Regions from separate parts of the Sus scrofa genome. Here region 2 is linked to region 1. Evidence: chromatin contacts called from public Hi-C data. All regions are on one chromosome and are shown on one strand. The core of a region is the stretch at or near the end of the contact, and the rest is flanking DNA. Distances in the headings are between cores, read along the strand shown. Region 1 overlaps LOC102157687. Region 2 has its middle 110 kb from the start of CCDC54.

What was found. A called contact is a pair of places that touch in the nucleus more often than the background predicts.
Region 2: a contact with region 1 is called in a Hi-C map of embryonic fibroblasts, with 2.0 times the contacts expected there. The contact joins two enhancer-like sites. A contact is called at or near these places in 10 of 47 Hi-C or Micro-C datasets (brain, embryonic fibroblasts, epiblast stem cells and 6 more) and 1 of 2 datasets of contacts at active chromatin or transcription factors (alveolar macrophages).

The regions. Positions count from the first base shown.
Region 1 is chr13:152,121,883-152,126,011 of Sscrofa11.1, forward strand. All of the region lies in intron 3 of LOC102157687, which reads left to right. Among named protein-coding and RNA genes, the nearest start is that of CCDC54, 36 kb to the right of the region's middle. Within about 2 kb of position 1,744, at least 1 of the 83 cell types and tissues checked has an H3K27ac peak or open chromatin away from gene starts, as enhancers often do. A contact at or near this core is called in embryonic fibroblasts, where this site is marked.
Region 2 is chr13:152,267,091-152,270,781 of Sscrofa11.1, forward strand. No RefSeq gene overlaps it. Among named protein-coding and RNA genes, the nearest start is that of CCDC54, 110 kb to the left of the region's middle. Within about 2 kb of position 1,936, at least 16 of the 83 cell types and tissues checked have an H3K27ac peak or open chromatin away from gene starts, as enhancers often do. A contact at or near this core is called in embryonic fibroblasts, where this site is marked.

The DNA.
Region 1 (4,129 bases), core at 494-2,993:
GGGATTTGGGTGATTTTGACGAAGGGCTAAGGAAACAGAATCACTCTAGGTGGTGGCTGTTAGGAAGTGAGGGTAATTCTATGATTGGTATCTTTTTTTTTTTTTTTTTTTTTTGCTTTTTAGGGCTGCACTGGTAACATATAGGGGTTCCCAGGCTAGGGGTCTAATCGGAGCTGTAGCTGCTGGCCACAGCCACAGCCACAGCAACGCCAGATCAGAGCTGAGTCTGCGACCCACACCATAGCTCATGGCAACACCAGATCCTTAATGCACTGAGCGAGGCCAGGGATTGAACCTGAAACCTAATGGTTCCTAGTCGGATTCGTTTCTGCTCTGCCATAAGGAGAACTCCTGATTGGTATCTTAATACGTCTTATCTATAGAGAGGCAAGAATAAGCTACACTAGGTAAAAAAAAAAAAAAAAATGGCAGAAACTCATATTGGTTAGGAGAGAGGGATGTTTGATATTTTGTGAGTTTTTCACAGTGACCATATTTTGGTCTGTGCTTTGACAAATTATTCAGTGGCTTGTTTTGTCTCACTTTGTCATGGTCTCAGAGTGGCCTTATCTGATGCTGATATTCTGTGAGATGGTTTTTGTGCAACCAGAGGAAATCATGGTATAGGTGTTGAGGTCAGTCTCCAGTTTGTGATAACACCGAGACCTGGCTGAAAGTGTCAGGCCACTTCCTGGATTTGGGGAGCCACTATTTTCTTCTTCACCACTTTTGGAGCTAAGTAGGTTTGGAATTAGGAAACCTGTGATTCAGCCTCAGTTTCACCTCTTACCAGCATTGTGATCATGGGCAAATGACTTCCTCTCTGTCATTTCAGTTTCCTACCTGGTATTTACCTCAAAGGAACATAGTGGGCATGAAATGAGATAAAGCATCTGGAATGCTGAGCAGATTAGTTCGTACAGAGTGGGAACTCATGTTAGTATTAATAGCCTCTCTTTAGCTCTCTCCCATGGGAGATTCTTTTATTCATTTAAGAAACACTTATTGGGCAATTGCCATGTATGAGTCTCTGTGCTAGGAAACTGTACTCAGTGAACAAGACATATGAGGCCTCTGCCCTCATACAGCCAACAGTCTAACATGGGTTTCAGACAGTTAAATAGGAAATTTCATAGAGGGTAAGAGAGGCTATGAAAGGGAACTGCAGGAGTTCCTAACTTAGCTTTGTAGGGCTGTGGAACCGTCTCTAGGAGAAGGTGATGTTTAAGCTGAAATCTATCCAGTTAGATGCACGGGAGTTGTCTGAGGAGCACTCCTGGTAGAACTAGGAAGAGCATAAGCTAAAACAGAATAGTGAGAGAGAACATGGCATAGCCTCTTTGGTGGGAAACAAATAAACAAACTGAAAAACAACAAGAACAGAAAAGAAAAAATAATCTCACTTTTTCAGTGCATGCCATATAAGAGAATTTCTTTCCAAATCTTGCACACAATTTCGTATGTCCCTGCAATAGTAATTATCATTCGTTAATTAATTAATGATGATACAATGCTTTGAAAATACAAAGTGCAGCACATTTGCTAACAAACTGATGATTAGCATGATTGCTGTTCCGATATAGCCTCTGTTTACTCATTACACTTGGACTTCCAACTGTCTGCTTGCCTTCAGGAAGACAGCTGTTTCACAATAGGCTTGGCTTGGTGGCTATTTTTGGCTTTTTCTTTCCCTGGGTTGTGAATGAACCCAGGAATGACTAATAGTGGAAAGGAAAAAGGCACTGAATGACTTCCAAAGTCCTTTCCTAATAACTCATTCTGCAATGTTTATTATCCTCTTAGTTTCTGATACACTAAAATCTGGCTAAAAGTGTTGGGAGTCTGTGCTATCGGGGCATCTGGTGAAGCAAATATAACAAAGGGCTATTTTTGGTTCTGTTAGTATTTAAGTTTCCTTGACTGGGGTCCACCAAATAAATAGAAGTTCTTGTGGCTTCCACTTATACCTCTACTATTTCTCCTAGTGTCCATAGAAATAATGACTAGGAGTTCCCGTCATGGCGCAGTGGTTAACGAATCCAACTAGGAACCATGAGGTTGCAGGTTCGATCCCTGCCCTTGCTCAGTGGGTTAATGATCCAGCGTTGCCGTGAGCTGTGGTGGAGGTCGCAGACTCAGCTTGGATCCTGCGTTGCTGTGGCTCTGGCGTAGGCTGGTGGCTGCAGCTCTGATTCGACCCCTAGCCTGGGAACCTCCATGTGCCGTGGGAGTGGCCCAGGAAATGGCAAAAAGACCAAAAAAAAAAATAATGACTAAATCTATCTTTAACCTTGATAAAAAAGATTTCAGTGTTAGCATCTTATGCTATTTAAAACACCAAAAAAAGCAAAACCCAGTTCTAATGAGTTTTGATTGTCAGTGAAGAGCTGAAGGCACTAAGCTTATAATTAAACACTATCAAAGTGTATTTTTGTGTCCGCAGCAAATAACCGGGATCAGCAGGTATGGGTGGCAGCATCCTCTTGATCAAAGTCACAGTGTTTGTAGACACAGTTGCATCCAAACATGGCTTTAACCCAATCTGAAGGAAGTTTCTGGTGAAATGTGTGTCTTCATGTGTAGAAAGCACTCCTCAGTTGTCCCAGGTGTCAAGTGACTCATATACTTAGTTGGTGGCCTAGACAAGTTGGTGGGACTCTGGCTTGGAGAGGCTGAACTAGTAGACCTTGGCCTGGAAGTAGTTGAGGGCTTGTTCTCATTATGTATCTTGAGTGCTTATGGCTATGTTTTGGCCTAAAGTGTGGTCCCTACTATCAAGAACATGCTCCTGGTAAGGAAGAAAAGACATGTTTACTAATATGTTTATGTTAAAATCAGGTAGATGGTGGCAAGCACAATAGGAGATGACAAATCCATGCTGGAAATGGAGCAGGGAAAGGAGGGATTACTTTGAGCTGGGTAGTTTTCATGATGGAGGAGGTTTTCCTTGAACAATAGGGATTATTTTGAGCAGCAGAGACAGAGTTGTGGGTAGGAAAAAGGAGGGCATACCAGGACTTGGCAATGCCAATCATAAGAACACAGAGAGAAGATGGCCCTACATGTTCAGTCCTGTCTTATAAATTAGGAAAGGGTGACTGAATGTCCCAGATTTGTTGAGATAGTCCCAGTTTATGCCTTCTACCTATGGCAACTGTGGTAAGTTGGATAATGTCCCCCAAAGATGCCTATGTCCTGATCGCATGGGTTTATTACCTTACATGGTAAAAGGGACTTTAAAATGTGATTACATGAAGTCGTTTGAGATGCATAAGCTGGATGGGTCCAGTGTAATCACAGAGTCACTTTTGGAAGGAAGGGAGGAGGATCAGAGTTGATAGTGTAGGAGATGTGATAATGAAGCTTGAGGTCTGTGATATGAGAAGGGGTCATGAGCCAAGGGATGGAGGCAGCTTCTGGAAGCTGAAAAAGGCAAGGAAACAGATCCTACCCTCAGAGCATCTGCAGAAACAAGCCTTGCCAACATCTTGAATTTAACCCAGTGAGACTAATTTTAAATTTCTGACCTCAAAATGAAAGATAATAAATTTATGTTGTTTTAAGTCATTAAATTTGTAGTCATTTGTTACAGCATCAATAGGAAACATAATACAGTAACTCTATTGAGCTCCTTGACTCCTTCACAGAAAACCTGGTTTGGTGATAAATTATATCCTTATTCTTAATGCCTAAACCACAGCTGTTTATAAATCCATGGTTCTGTCAAAAGTAACTTTAGGAAGTAGGTTCATCTACTCTGATTATGGGGGATTAGACCTTGGAGGTCTGAAAGAGGATCATGTCCCAGAGAGAGTTGGGTGGGAGGGTCACATGCATACATACAGGATTAAATGGGGTGAAGATCCAGGGGGAGCGAATGGGGAGATGGGATGCTACACTGGATCCTTTTCTTCAACAGCCTTGTGTATTCAGGTTTCCTTGGAATCTTTTTTTTGTTTGTTTTTTGTTTTTGCTTTTTTAAGGCCACACCCATGGCATATGGAGGTTCCCAGGCTAGGGGTTGAATCGGGGCTATAGCTGCTGGCCTATGCCACAGCCACGGCAACACCAGATCCTTAACCCACTGAGCAAGGCCAGAATCAAACCTGCATCCTCATGGATGCTAGTC
Region 2 (3,691 bases), core at 686-3,185, 150 kb after region 1:
TGCAGTCCAAAAGCAAGAATGGTGTTATTTGCACCTTACAGATAAAGAAACTGAGGCTCAGAAGAACTAAGAAAATTGCTTGTTGCCACACTGCCAAAAAGGGGCAGAATTAAGCATCAGACTTGAGTCTATTGACTTCCAGTCCCAACATTTACCACCACATTCCAAAGATCTCTTGGCAGTTTCTAGAAATCATACTTTATAGTCCATTTATATATTTACTGTATGGTTAACAGAAGCTAAAATTTAAGTGATTTAGGTTATTATTTCTAATTTTACCTGAATTATAATACTTGCATACCTTTTTAGAAGATATGACTAAATATAAATATTGAAAGAATTTATATATATTTGTCTATCAGATTTGATTTGAACTTTCTTGTGAAAGTCCATTACCTGAATTATACACAGACAGAAAATAGCTTTTCCTTTTACCTATGTATCCATTTTTTTTTTCTTATTTGAGACCATGGAGTTAGAATCAAAATCTCAGGAGATTTTATCATTTTTTTTCTGGATTGAACATAACACATAACCTGGTTCTTGGTTAGAGCTTTTTATTAGTTTGGGGGGTGAGTATAATATAAATCTGGAAGGTGTCTCTTCTTATATGCATTTTCTCCTACATAAATAATCTTGAGACTCATAAAAGGAAAATAAGATTCTGAAATTAAATTCTCCATTGCCTTTGTTGCTTCATTTTATCACTGTCTGTTGACTGGTTGGTTTAATAGAACAGCTTCCTTAAAATATATAACAAATGGACCAATCCAGTTTGCTATTTTCCCATATTTTTTCAGAAGGCACAAGAAAGATTTTGTTGTTGTTGCTATTGTTAGACAACAGAATTATGTGAATCTTAGACTTTGGGAAAAAAAAAAACATTATATATAGCTTGGAGATATTTGCTCTGTCCTGCGTTTTAGGGTTATTTTCTATCAAGGATAATTTCACCTGACACCTGTTAACAAGCAAAGTTGAAGCAAATTAAAGATTGATTGATGGGCTTTAATCTCCCCTTATGTTTCTGTCTGTCTCCATAATTCAGAGTTCACATTTGGGTTGTCTGTGTGTTTAAAGCAAACTGGATGGAAAAAGTGAAAGGAGAGGACACAGTCATTTCTTCGCCTAATGCTAACTCCAGTCGTGCTTTGATCCTGCTATTCTGTGTTCTCTACTGAGAGCACTTGATCCTGGACCAGCAGACCTTCTTGCAGAAACAACACTGACAGTTTTTCTACCTATCCATTCTGGAAATGTGTTTGGTTAAAGCTGCTTTGCCCTTAGCCTTTGCAAGCACAAAAACTCGGAGGCTTGTCCTTTGAGGAAGCATGTAAGCTAGCGAAGCATAAATCCCTGTTTGTCTCAAATGACAAGTTATACATTTAGCTGCTCATCAAGAAGCATTCTCTCTCTGTTCCACAGAGAGCAGCAGCTCAGCAAGCTCAGTGTTCTGACTGACACGAAGCTCAGAAGCTCAGAGATTCCATATCAATAGTATGTAAATGTAGCAGGAGAACAGACTAAAGACTCCACTGGAATTCAGACGTGTCTGGACTTGCCTGGTGTACGGGTAGGGCCATCTCCCCAAAAGACTTGTTTTTCTGATGGACTAAGGAGATTTCTGAGAATGTATGTGTCCTAAGAGAGGAGAGCTTGACCCTGTAACAAAGCCGTAGTTGTCTTGGTGGATGGAGAATTCTGAATACAGCATCAAAATTTTCACTTTCATTTGCCTACTAGGCAACACCCTATTGGATTGAGGTTTAAATCCTGTGGAGAGCAATAGGTCTGAATTTAAAGCCCAAAAGACCTGATTTTCTAAAGACTCTCAAGTGTAAATGCACAGACAGTGCTTTACTGGAGCTCTCTAACACCAGTGCAGAAATGTGAGAAGCCCTTCTCCACGTAGCTGTGGCAGACAAGAGTCTAAATATGCTTTCTCCCAACCTCACCCCAAGACCTCTGACTCACAGTTACTTTTTCAAACAGTTTTCTAGGTCCCTCTTTGAAGGGATTTTGCAGATGTAATTGAAGTCCCACGTTAGTTGACCTTTAAGGTTGGAGATTACCCACCTGGGCTGGATCCTGAGCCTTTTCTGTAGGTAAGAGCACAAAAGGAAGTCAAAGCTTCAAAGCACAAGGGGAGATTTGATGCACTGCTGTAGGTTGAGGATGAAGGGGGCCTTATGCCAAGAAGTGCAGGCGGCCTTAAGGAGCATAAGTGTAGTCCCTTTCAGACAGCTGACAAAGACACATGGACTTAGTGCATATTTGGCCAATGACCTGAATGAGTTTGAAAGCATATTCTTTCCTAGGGCCTCCAGATAAAAGCCAAGCCCTGGGGATACCTTGATTTCAGCTTTATGAGACCCTAAGCAGTTGAGCCTGCCTAGACTTCTGACATAGGAGGGTGAAAGAATATTTGTGTTGTCTTGAGTTACTACATTTACAGTAATTTGCTAGGCAGTGAGAGAAAACTAATGAAGTAACAGAATATGATGAAGATTTGCATCTTGTGGGACTCAGGCCTCAGCTGTGGTGGGAGGCCCCAGTGTCCCACAAACCTAGTGGTATACAATGGATGCCAGTGGTAAATGGTGGAACACGATGAGAAAAGACTTGGCAAATGCTTACAAAACATCCCCTAGGAACTCCCAGAAATTCTTCCGGTAGGGGAAGCAAGGAAAAATTTGGATTGTTACAGTTAATATGAGTCACTAGAACTTACGGGCTGATCAAGTTCAGGGAAATGGCACTCATCTAATAAAATCCAGGTTAGTAAAATCTCTTCATTCACCAAAAGGGACATAGTTTTTGTTTTTGTTTTCCTTTATTTTGTTTTGTTTTTCTGTTTCTTTGTTTTTGTTTTTCTGATTATTCTCCACATTTCTTAATTCCCTTGCCTTTTTCTTTGCCCTGGTCTCTTTTGGTAATGTTAAGAGGTGAATTTAGTAAGTATGTCCTTGGAAACAGCAGAAGTATCTCTTTTTCTTTATTATTAAATCTTTGCTACTGAGATAAAATAGCAACTTATTCTTGAGAAATAGGTCATCCTTTTCAGTATACTTAGGTGCTTTTATCACAAACTTCCAATTTAAAAAAAAAAATAGTGAGCAAACATTTTGTATTGGGTTCTTAACAAAAAAAAACTTGACCAAAGAAAGTATGGAAGAATATGGACTTATCATTTTCAAAGGCAAGATATAGACTAGTACATAGATGATTGTAGTATAATTGTACTATAATTTTATAGGAATACTACTGGGAGACAATTCCCCTCAGGCTTTTTGCATTTCTGCACATCTGAGCAGATGCATTGGCAGCTTCTGTCCTGGAATATCTTTTTAAGTATGTTTGTATGGCAAACAGCTTTGAAAGATAAAGATAGTGTCTCTCTCTGAGGCAAAGGGCAGATTTGTTTGCAGTCCAGGATAATAAAGATAATGTCTCTTTCTGGAGCAAATGTTGTGCAAGTGTGCTGGCAGTTTCCTTTAAAAGTTTGGTGTCTCCTAAGGTCAGGGCATCTGGGCTGTGAGACAAGCCAGGTGTGTACCAGATGACAAACTTGTCTTAGTTTGCTTGAGACTTTCTTGACTGTAGCATGGAGTCCTGAATACCAGGAACTCTTCAGTCTGGGGCACATTTGGGATTCGTCACTCTATGAGCTGCATGCACCTGAGATGCTCCA